Linked DNA regions of Oryctolagus cuniculus: region 1 is linked to region 2. The links are chromatin contacts, called in public Hi-C maps. All regions are on one chromosome and are shown on one strand. Each heading gives the region's core, a stretch centred on a gene start, on an enhancer-like site or on the middle of the called end of the contact. The rest is flanking DNA. Distances are from core to core; before and after follow the strand shown. Region 1 overlaps PPARGC1B (PPARG coactivator 1 beta). Region 2 has its middle 57 kb from the start of PPARGC1B.

The links. A called contact is a pair of places that touch in the nucleus more often than the background predicts.
Region 1: a Hi-C map of an unstated tissue shows a contact between it and region 2, with 2.9 times the contacts expected there. The contact joins two enhancer-like sites. A contact is called at or near these places in 3 of 6 Hi-C or Micro-C datasets (ear pinna, skin fibroblasts and an unstated tissue).

The regions. Positions count from the first base shown.
Region 1 is chr6:37,149,295-37,155,195 of mOryCun1.1, forward strand. The region is part of intron 2 of PPARGC1B (PPARG coactivator 1 beta); the gene reads left to right. Among named protein-coding and RNA genes, the nearest start is that of MIR378, 84 kb to the left of the region's middle. Within about 2 kb of position 2,782, at least 4 of the 8 cell types and tissues checked have an H3K27ac peak or open chromatin away from gene starts, as enhancers often do.
Region 2 is chr6:37,005,320-37,010,968 of mOryCun1.1, forward strand. No RefSeq gene overlaps it. Among named protein-coding and RNA genes, the nearest start is that of PPARGC1B, 57 kb to the right of the region's middle. Within about 2 kb of position 1,617, at least 2 of the 8 cell types and tissues checked have an H3K27ac peak or open chromatin away from gene starts, as enhancers often do.

The DNA of each region.
Region 1 (5,901 bases), core at 1,532-4,031, 150 kb after region 2:
GCCATGCTGGGGTGCCGCGGGTCCTGCCGCGTGGTGCTCCCCGTGGATTTTATCGCTTCCTGGAAGCGCTTATCGATCCCAGGGTTCTTTGTGGACTTCAGTCTGGAGGGGGAGATTCATGGCGGATCAGTAAAACCTGAACAGCACTGTGGCTGACGAGCACTTGGAAGGCAGTGAAGCTGGGAATGTTACTGGAGAAAATGCAGGGTTCTTGTCTTTGCGCAAGAAAGAATTCAGGCGTGAGACAGAGAGTAGTGGGAGGTAAGATAGCAAGAATGGATGGGCACCTCTCCAGAAAGGACCTGGGAGAGAGTGCAGTTGCTCGGACTGGGGGGTGGGGGAAGGAGCAAGGTGGAGAGATTACACCAGGCTAGACCAGGCGGGCGGCCCAGCAGAGAGGCAGAGGGCTGAGCGCACAGTCCGGTTGAGGCTGGGGGGGGGGGTGTTTAAGGAGATGGGTCTTGCTTCCCCACCTCTGCTCCTCTTGGAACAAAGGGCTTTTTGGATGTAAATAGAAAAACTTCTATCTGAGTTTTCCCCTGAAGGTATCAGACAGGAGGAAGCCTAGCTTGTGCCATCCTAAGTTTAGAGGAAGGGTGAGCAAGACCCCTGGAGAATGGGAATCCCGAGCAGGGTGTTTGAAGTGCAGCTACTGGGCTGCATCTGGGAGATTGTGGAAGATTTGTCAGGGAGAAGGGTCGGGGACCTCCACCTGGCAGGTTATCAGGTAGAAGGGGGCAGGGCAGGATGTGAATACCGGGCTGCCCCTGAAACATGTCAGGATGACTTTGAGATGCAGATGCTGGACATAGATGTCTTCTCTTTAGGCCTTTATGTCACACACACACACAAGCCCATAACTGACTTCCTACCTAACAGGAACAGCAAGGGCTCCGCGGGCTGGGTGGTCGGGAGAGGCCCCTGCAGGCAGACTCGTGTCCGCTGAAGGCTGCGCAGCGGCAGCCACGTGAACCTCTAAGAACCAGGGGTCGCGGAGCCGAGGGCAGGACGGGCTGGCGGTGTGGGAGGAACGGAAGGGTGAAAGAGGAAGGTGCTGGGAGCTAAGGTCAGGGGTGGGCGGGGCAGAGACCGTGCAGAGCCTCGTGGGCACCGCAGGGAGTTGGCGCTCTTCCCTAGGGTGTTCTCAGCCGGAAGCGGAGTACTCTTAGGGGAGTGAGGCTCAGAGCAGTTAAGTGACTTGTCTGAGATCACGGAGCTGCAGGAGTCAGGGCGCAGACTCTAAGCCGGGAATGTGGGCCTGCCGCTGCTCACTGAGATCCCCTGCTGCCATCCCACCTAGGAGTTGGCAGGTCTGGCCCCCTGGAGACCCCCATTTCCTTAGCTGAACAATGGGTGCCATACCTTTGCCATGTTGCTCCCTCCCTCCCGCCCTGACTCCAAGAAAATGCTTTCAGTGTGCAGAGGGTACTTTGATGCCACCTGCAGACCGACTCCCACCTGGACTGCACAGGTCCCCTGCCCGCTCGGGGACTGACCATGCCCCCAGGAACCTCTGCTCCCCCTACCCCACCCCCCGCTCCTAACATTGCATGAGTCTGGTGTGGCCCTCAGGCCCCCAGCCCTGGCTGAGATCTGCCCACCCGTCCCTCACCCCTTCCCGGCCTGCATTCCCGACCAACTCTCCTCTCTGTCATTACTCAGGATGAGGCCCTGTCCTTGTCTCCACTTGCTATGCTCCGAGGCCATGCATAGTGCCTGGCGCCGTCAGATGAGAGTCCCTTGTGATCCTGAGTTCTTGGTTCTGCCCTTCCGGGGTGGGCAGTCAGTTGCTTCTTCTCGTGTGTGTGTGTCCTTCAGACCCCAAGCTCTTTGAGAACAAAATCATCTTATGCATCTCGGGGGCCCACACAGTATAAACGCCCATTCGCAGACGTGACCCACTCTGAGAGCAAGCTGTGATCCAGGGCCCTGAGTTCTAACCCTGCTGCTGCTGCTGGCTTGGGCGATTGCCTCCTGGGGCCAGCGGTAGTCCTGGAGCCTGCTGCCCATGTCCGGGCGGGGTTCGAACAGTCCCAGGGCACCCTCGCCTGGGAACACTGGGAGAGTGGGAACAAGCCACAGTTAGCAAGTTGACAGCTTCTAGGGGACAGGGACGTTGCCTTCCATGTCAGTAGATTTTTTTCTGGAGGAAGCAGGTGTTTGGGTGTTATGCGCTGTGACCCACGTGGGCAAGTAGCTCCCTTTGGCTGGGGCTCAGTTCCCCTGTGTGAGGAACAAGGCAGGAACACAGACAGGATTGGAGGATTTCATCGGCTGGGGGTGGAGGAGAGAGTCACTGGGTCCGTTTATTGATTGCATTTACTCAAAAGGCACATGCGTGTAGGCGTGCGCACACACACACACATACACACACACACACATCTATATAGAAAGAGAAATCTGCCATCCACCGGTGCACTTCCCAAATGCCAGCAAGAGGTCCAGTCTCTATTTTTTATTTATTTACATTTATCTGTTTATTTTTATTTGGAAGGCAGAGATACAGAGAGAGAGAGGGAGAGAGAAGCAAACTGGTTCCTTTTAGGTGCAGATGAAAGCATAGATCTACTCCAAGAAAACTGGGGGCCCGGATTCCCTGGGTCCCCCAGGCCTCCGAGAAGCCCCCAGGGCTCTGTGGGCTCTGGAGGTCCTTCCGGCCCCGAGGGTGAAAATTCTGTCGCTGGCTCTTCAGGGTGCTCAAAGCGAAGCATTTCCCCAGATTTCCTGAAGGCTGGAGAACCTCCCAGGAAGGCTGGGGGCGGGGCTGGGTCTATTAATATCCCTTCCGCAGCTGATTAACCCTCCATTAATTTGCACTCAGCTTCCACGGGGAGCAGGGAGAGCTGAGCTAATGGGCCCAGAGAAGAGGAGAGGGCAGCCGGCTCGCTGGGATGTGTCGGGTGCAGGGCAGGAATTCCCATCGCACAGCCCAGACTGGGGTGCAAGGGGGGGGCCTTCTGTGAGTCCCTCTTGGCCTCACCTGTCCTGATGGGTGGTTCTTGAGGTCTCCGCCATAGTGTACGCATGTCGGCCTCATGCCTGGCACTCAGGAAGCCCGATTGGTCAGTGTTGGCCTCCAGGGCCCAAGGCCCTCACCTGTGACCCCGCCCCTTCACTCTCTATGACTTTGACTTTGCCCCGCCCCCTCCTCCCAAAAGAATGACAGGTAGGTTTCCCCACGAGCTTCCACAGTGATTGATGGGTGCTGGTTGCCTGGACCCCAGCAAGACAGAGGCGGGTACAGGAGGAGCTGTCTGGGAAGTGAGCCCCGAGCCGTGCTTGAAGTCGCTGATCAGACGGCCCGGAGCCAGGGTCAGAGTTCCCGTTCCACGCAAGGCTGCTGACGTCATGCCTGGATGCCGTCCCGCGGGAATCTGGTCTTTCTGACGATGAGCTCGGCCTGCTGCCATTGTTCATTGTTTGTCTCATTCATTCCTTCCTTCGGCTGCGTCCGCCCTGCCCGCTCATCGCTGCTTCCAGATTTGGCCTTCATGCTGGCCCTGGCAGGAAAACTGGCCTGAGGGCGAGTCCTCCTGTTTCACAGGAAAAGAGCAGGGATTTAGGGGAGAGAAGTGACTTGCCTTGGGCCAGCCACTGCTGGCAGAGCCCTGCGGGGTCATGCCCCTAGTCATGCCCCAGGTCAAGGAGGCTCGGGTTCCAGGGTCTGAACAACTTGTCAAGCTGGACGCGTTGTTTGGGAGCATAGAGCGGGCAGCCCGGCTGAGGGGCAAGAGGGAGACTTGGGGGACAGCCAAGGGAGCCCCATTGCCTTCTATTTTTATTTTTTTATTTGACAGGTAGAGTTCTAGACATTGAGAGAGAGACAGACAGAAAGGTCTTCCTTCCGTTGGTTCACTCCCTTAATGGCCGCTACGGCCGGCGCTGCACCAATCCTAAGCCAGGAGCCAGGTACCTCCTCCTGGTCTCCTATGTGGGTGCAGGGACCCAAGCACTTGGGCCATCCTTCACTGCCTTCCCGGGCCACAGCAGAGAGCTGGACTGGAAGAGGAGCAACCGGGACAGAACCAGCACCCTAACCTGGACTAGAACCCGGGGTGCCGGCGCCGCAGGCGGAGGATTAGTCAAGTGAGCCGTGGCGCCAGCCGCCATTGCCTTCTTTCTTTTCTTTTTTTTTTTTTTTTTAAACAGGCAGAGTGGACAGTGAGAGAGAGAGAGAAAGGTCTTCCTTTTGCCGTTGGTTCACCCTCCAACGGCCGCTGCGGCCGGCGCACCACGCTGATCCGATGGCAGGAGCCAGGTACTTATCCTGGTCTCCCATGGGGTGCAGGGCCCAAGCACTCGGGCCATCCTCCACTGCACTCCCTGGCCACAGCAGAGAGCTGGCCTGGAAAAGGGGCAACCAGGACAGAATTTGGCGCCCTGACCGGGACTAGAACCCAGTGTGTCGGCGCCGCAAGGTGGAGGATTAGCCTAGTGAGCTACTGCGCTGTCCCGCCATTGCCTTCTAATGGCCAGAGTCTATGGCCCTGATTCGCCCAGGAGCCTGCATCCCCGGAGCCTGGGTCAGGTTCCACCAAAGACTTCTATTAGCCTTTCTTGTATTCTTAGCTCTGTTCTATAAATGGGAAGTGCGCGGAGCGAGGCATCGTGTGACGGCCGGGCGGCCAATGCCAGTGCAGCCCCAGGAAGCACAGTTCCCTCGAGATACTCAGGCCCTCATCTACCAGCAACTCCAGGCCGCTGGGCACGGGGGCCGGGGGCTGGGGGCCGAGGGCTGGCACTCCACACAGCAGCAGCAGCCGTGAGTCACCGTGCACGGGCCACGCCAGGGGACCCTCGACCCACTGTTGAACCTCCAGGAGCCTCATGGGTGCTGGAACAGGGCTTCCCTCGCCAGGGTTAGCGAGGCAGGCAACTCACGGCCTTTCTGTTCCTCTGCTGGCCACGCTGGGTGCCCCGAGCCTTTCTAAGCACCTTGTAATCCTCCCCAGGGCCAACCGTCCAGCATGGCTTCCTTCTGTTTCCTCCCCAGCCCCTCACACCCTGGAATGGTCTTGGTTGTTCAGTGCTGAACCCTGCACTGCGGGGGGTTTGTGGGGGGGGAGCTCATGGGGCCTCAGGAGCACAAGATGTCTCCAGTGGCCGCGGGGCGGGGCAAGGGAGGGGAGCCTATTGGTGCTCGTCGTGAAGGTCGGGAGTGCTTATTTTGTATTAGGCGCTAGGAGGGAATTCAGGATGTTCCTGGAGGGCCAGCGCTATGGCGTACTGGGTAAAGCCGCTGCCTGAGATGCCGGCATACCATATGGGCGCCGGTTCTAGTCCCGCTGCTCTACTTCCAATCCAGCCCCCTGCTAATGTGCCTGGGAAGAGCAGTGGAATATGGCTCAAGTGCTTGGGCCCCTGCTATCCATGTGAAAGACCCAAGTGCTGGGAGCCCCTGCACCCATGTGTGAGACCCGGATGAAACACCTGGCTCCTCTGCATAACTCTGCCTTTGAAATAAATAAAAGGGGCTGGTGCAGTGGTGTCGCGGGTAAAGCCACCGCCTGCAGTGCCAGCATCCCATGTCGGCACTGGTTCAAGTTCCGGCTGCTCCACTTCCGATCCAGCTCTCTGCTATGGCCTGGGAAAGCAGTGGTAGATGGCCCAAGTCCTTGGGCCCCTGCACCTGCATGGGAGACCTGGGAGAAGCTCCTGGCTCCTGGCTTCAGCTCTGGCTGTAGCTGCCAACTGGGGAGTGAACCAGCGGATGGAAGACCTCTCTCTCTCTCTGCCTCTCCTCTCTGTGTAACTCTGATTTTAAAATAAATAAATAAATCTTTCAAAAAAAATAAATTTAAAATAAAGAAGATTTATTTATTTGAAAGGCAGAGTTGCAGAGAGAGGGATAGACAGAAGAGAGATCTTCCATACGCTGGTTCACTCCCCAAAAGTCTGCAA
Region 2 (5,649 bases), core at 367-2,866:
CAGAGAGCTGGCCTGGAAGAGGGGCAACCGGGACAGAATCCGGCGCCCCGACCGGGACTAGAACCCGGTGTGCCGGCGCCGCTAGGCGGAGGATTAGCCTAGTGAGCCGCGGCGCCGGCCTAAAAGGATGTTTTAATATCACCAATCAGTAGGGAGATGCGAATCAAAACTAGAATGACCTACCACCTCACACCATTAATATGGCTGTAAAAACGAAGGAAGCAGAAAATAACAAGTGTTGGCAAGGAGGCAGAGAAACTGGAACCCTGTGCACTGCTGGTGGGAATATATAATGATGTAACTAGGGGCCAGTGCTGTGGTGTAGCAGGTAAAGCTGCCGCCTGCAATGCTGGCATCCATGTGGCTACCAGTTCAAGTCCTGGATGCTCCACTTATGATTCAGCTCCCTGCTCATGTGCCTGGAAAAGCAGTGGAAGATGGTCCAACTCCTTGGGCCCCTGCAAACACATGGGAGATGTAGAAGGGGCTCCTGACTCCTGGCTTCAGTCTGGCCCAGCCCTAGTCATTGTGGGCATTTGGGGAGTGAATCAGTAGATGGTAGATCCTCTCTCTCTCTCTCTCTCTCTCTCACACACACACACACACACACTCTCTCTCTCTCTCTCTCTCTAATTCTCTCTCTTTATGACTGTACCTTTCAGATAAATAAAAATAAATATTTTTTTAAAAATGGTATAACTGGGTAGGCCAATGAAACAGAATAGAAACTCCAGAAGTCAACCCCGTGTCTACAACCAACTTATCTTTGACAAAGGAGCTAAAATGAATTCCTGGAGCAGGGACAGTCTCTTCAGCAAGTGGCGCTGGGAAAGCTGGATCTCCACGTGCAGAAGCATGAAGCGACACCCCTACCTCACACCTTACACAAAAATCCACTCAACATGGATTAAAGCCTAAATCTATGACCCATGCCATCAAATTATGAGAGAACATTGGGGAAATCCTGCAAGACATTGGTACAGGCAAAGAGTTCCTGGAAAAGACCCCTGAGGCACAGGCAATCAAAGTCATAATTGACTGAGATTACATCAAATTGAGAAGCTTCTGCACTTCAAAAGAAACAGCAAAGTGAAGAGACAACTGACAGAAGGGGAGAAATTATTTGCAAACTATGCAACTGATAAAGGATTAATAGCCAGAATATATAAAGAGATAAAGAAACTCAACAACAAAACAACTCAATTTAGAAATGGGCAAAGGACTTAAACAGGCATGTTTCAAAAGAGCAAATCCAAATGGCCAACAGACACATGAAAAAATGTTCAGGATCACTAGCCATCAGGGAAATGCAAATCAAAACCACAATGAGGTTTTAGCTCACCCCCGGATTGGAATGGCTTTCAGAAACAGAGAACAGTCTTGTAGATGCAAGTGTATACCCATGTTGCCAGCAGCACTGTCCAAATAGCAAAGGAAGTAAGTTCTGACACCTGCTACAACCTGGGTGAGCCTTGAAGACCTTGTGTTAGGCAAAATAAGCTATACAGTGACAAATACCACGTGGTTCCACTTATGCAAGGCACCTGAACTAGTGGGATCCACCGAGATGGACAGCAGAGTGGTGGTTGCCGGTGCTTGCTGGGCGCGGGGAATGGGAATGTGTAATGGCTACAGAGTTTCACTTTTACAGGACAGAAGGTGTTCCCGGGGATGAATGAAAGTGGTGATTGCACAGCATTGTGAACGTACTTAACACCTCTGAACTTTACACTCAGAATGGCTAAGGTGGTAAATTTCATGTTGCATGCATTTCAGAATTACCTAGTTTCTAAAACCTGGGTTCAGTGCTGAGCTCACTGTTATTGGGTAGGGGATTGAGAGGGTGGAGCAAGAAGAAATCCAGTCCCTGGCCTTAGAGGGCCTGCAGTCCAGTCAGGGAGTGAGCCAAGAAGACACTGGCGAAAAGCAAGGCTCCCTGCAACACCCGTGTGAGCCGAGGCCCTGTGTCCTTGGAGGTGAAGGAAAATTGGCTGGAGCCCCATCCTGCCTCGTGTGTGTAGCTCAGTGCCCTCCAAAGGTTTCTGCAAGTTCTCTCTCCTCCCTATGGCCCCAGGCCTTGGGTTCGGCTCTCCCTGGGGGCTGCTGTGAGAGCCCAGGGCAACTGGAACTGTCTTTCCTTGTTTGCTCCCAAACTCTCCCTGGGGACTTGAGTGTGGCCAACTCTGCCAGTGGCCTGGTGAGGTCAACCAAGCAAGCAATGCTAACTTTGGTCCTGGCCAGCACTGCAACACTGCAGGGCTGGAGCACCCAGCCCTGGCCGCCTCCCTGCTGGGCCCTCTCACCCCTTTCCAGGCCCATCACCCAAGGTGCCCCTAGGAACGCCAGTTTCTCTCTGTGTCATTGAAAGTGCTAGATTCTCCATCCCTACTCATATCGACATCCAGCGATTCACTAATGTGGCATGCTAACCCGCATTTGAATTTTGTACCATGTGCAGCTATAAGTTATTCCTGAAGATTCAAATACTGTTAGAAAGGGGCCTTCCTCTTAGGATATCACCTTCCACCACCAAGGAAAACAACACAAGACCGAGCCGGCGCCGTGGCTCAATAGGCTAATCCTCCACCTTGCGGCGCCGGCACACCGGGTTCTAGTCCCGGTTGGGGCGCCGGATTCTGTCCCGGTTGCCCCTCTTCCAGGCCAGCTCTCTGCTATGGCCAGGGAGTGCAGTGGAGGATGGCCCAGGTGCTTGGGCCCTGCACCCCATGGGAGACCAGGAAAAGCACCTGGATCCTGGCTCCTGCCATCGGATCAGCGCGGTGCGCCGGCTGCAGCGGCGGCCATTGGAGGGTGATCCAACGGCAAAGGAAGACCTTTCTCTCTCTGTCTCTCTCTCTCACTGTCCACTCTGCCTGTCAAAGAAAAAAAAAAAAAAAAAAAAAAACACAAGACCAAAAAAAGCCTTGGCAATCTCAGTCTGTTGTCTCTCCCACCAACCTCCTTAAGTCAACAAACAATAGGGAGATATTATTTTTGTCCACGAATAGGAATTATGCCTTACTTAGAAAGCAGAAGTTATGACAGCAACATTGTTTTCTGACCATGCTGTATTTTATGCACTGTCCCATGCATTCATTCAACCAACACGCGCTACTCCAGGAGTTTGCTGGAAGGCCGATCCTGTTGGACTTGAGCCATCCTGTGTGACATCATGAGAAGGATAGGAAGTGACCCAGAATGTTGTGGCTGGGAGGGGTAGAAGTTACGTGGATGAAGGGCAGGGCAGGTAGAAAGTGGGCGAAAGGATTTACAGGTTCGAGGAGTTAATGACCCTCCGCGATCCTCAGGGACTTAGCCGCGCCGCACGGTTCCAGCCCTGCGCTCAGCACTGCGCTCCCTGCAGGGAAGCACAGGTCGTGGCAGGAGGGGTGCCACCCCAGAGAGGCCTGAGACGCTGACGGGAAGAATGTGTGGGTGATGGCGAGAAGCAGCCCTTCCAGCCGAGGGAACACTGTTTATGGAATTTCTAAGAGAGGGAGCCTGGTAAGGAAACCAGCGGAGCCAGGCACTGTGGGGAGCTGGGAGCTAGTGGCGGGGAGAGCTGGGGGCTGGGTGTGCAGCACGCTGGGCCGTGGAGCTTCCCCCACCCCTTCCCCTACCCCTACCCCACTGGAGGCAAGGAAGGGCGCCATACTGAGGGCAGCCACAGGGCCAGGTGTGGGCTGTAGAGAGGCCCACCTGGGCGGGGCGTGGAGGGGTGAAGTGAGAAGTGGAGGCAGGGAAGGAGGGGCTCCGATGCCTGGGTGAGGTGGGGGCTGCATTAAAAGAGGCACCTGGTGCTAGGACACGGATGCCAGAGATGGAGCCTGGGCCTCCCCGTGGGAAGGTGGAGACAAGACGATCTGCCCAGGGCAGCCTTTGCAACAGGGCAGTGTGGCTGTGGGGCTGCTGCCTACGGCTGCCAGCTGGATGGTACTGAGTTGCCCAGGGTGGGAGGCACCCCTCAGGTCTGCCCCGCAGGGGGACAGGTGCCCCTGGTGGGTGGTGTCCAGAATGGGCCTGACCTATCATTTACTCAGAGAGTGTTGGCTCCAGCCCTTTCTCAGTCCCCCGCAGCCCCTGTGGGGCAAAGGCTTGGTTGGGCGATGGCCTGTCTTTCACACCTCGCTGGCGCTTGCCAAGCTCCCTTTTTTACAAACAGAGCAGGCCCCAGGCTCTGAGCCTTCGGCAGGCAGCAGCTTTGAGCTGGAATTTGATAACATTTCATTGCATTTATTGTCATGGCTGCCTTCTATTTATGGGCAGTGAAACCAGATTTCCAATTACAGCAGCGATATCAAGTTTTGTTTTTAGACAAAAGCCTCTAAGCTAAGTTGGAAAGGGAAGGCATCTTTAAAAATATGAGGGTACTTCAGAAAGTTCATGGAAATGGATTTCAACAACATGTTTATGTTGGTGCAAAAAATTTGGTATTCAGGCATATTAAGGAATCGTCAATAAATTCACGGAAAATGCATATTTTGAAAAAAAAAAAACTGGACTTTGAAATTTTTGCACCAAAATAAATTTATCTTTGAATTCCATTTTCGATGAACTTTTGAAGATACCCTTGTAAATTAGGTAAGTAATGGTGCAGTTGGTGTGGGATATGAAAAGAAAATCAAGAGGGAAGGGCTTCAGTGACAGATGGTGGGAGACAAAGAACCGCAAACACGGCAATGGGTTTGGAACCCTGACCCTGGACATAAGCGCTTGCGCCCTCCTCTTCCTGTTGTCATGGAGCCTGGTTGACATCCTGGATGGGAAGGGTTCCTGTAACGCCAAGGTAGAAGCCGAGGCGACGGCTCTCAGGACACAAGAGGAGGAGGTCCTCACCCTGATCCTTCCACAGGGTCTCCGGCGTGCCGCTGGGAGTTGGAGATGTGGGTGAAGTTAGTGTCCATTTTATTCTGGGAACTTTGTTGGCTCCTCAGAGAAATTAATCACCCCCAGTGAGCAAATATTCAAGATGAGTTGTCCCAAGGCAGGCGCTGTGGCATAGGAGGCTAAGCTTCCGTCTGCAGTGCCGGCATCCCATATGGGCACTGGTTTGTGTCCTGGCTGCTCCTTTTCTGATCCAGCCCTCTGCTATGGCCTGGGAAAGCAGTATAAGATGGCCCAAGTGCTCAAGCCCCTGCACCCACGTGGGAGACCCAGAAGAAGCTCCTGGCTTCAGATCAGCCCAGCTCTGGGAGTGAATCAGTGGATAGAAGATCTTTTTTCTCTCTCTCTCCCTCTCTCTGAGATTCTGCCTCTCAAATAAATCATAAGAAATTCTTAAAAAAAAAAAAGTTGTCCCAACACTACTAGGTAGTCTTTGCTCTATTTAAGCGATGGAGTGGGTGTTTGGCCTGGTGTTGGGACAGCTGTGTGTTAGATTGGAGGACCTGGTTTGATGCCTGGCTCCACTCCTAGTCCCAGCCTCTTGCTAATGCAGTGCACACCCTGGGAGCCAGCAGGTGATGACTCAAGTCCTTGGGTCCCTACACCCCATGTAGGAGAACTGGGTTGATTTCCTGGCTCCTGGCTTTGACCCAGGCCTCTTCCTGACATTATGGGCATCGGGCAGTGAACCAGCAGATGGGAGCACTCACTCACTCTCTCATCTGCCTCCCAAATAAAATGAGTTAATTAAGAAAAATCAAACAC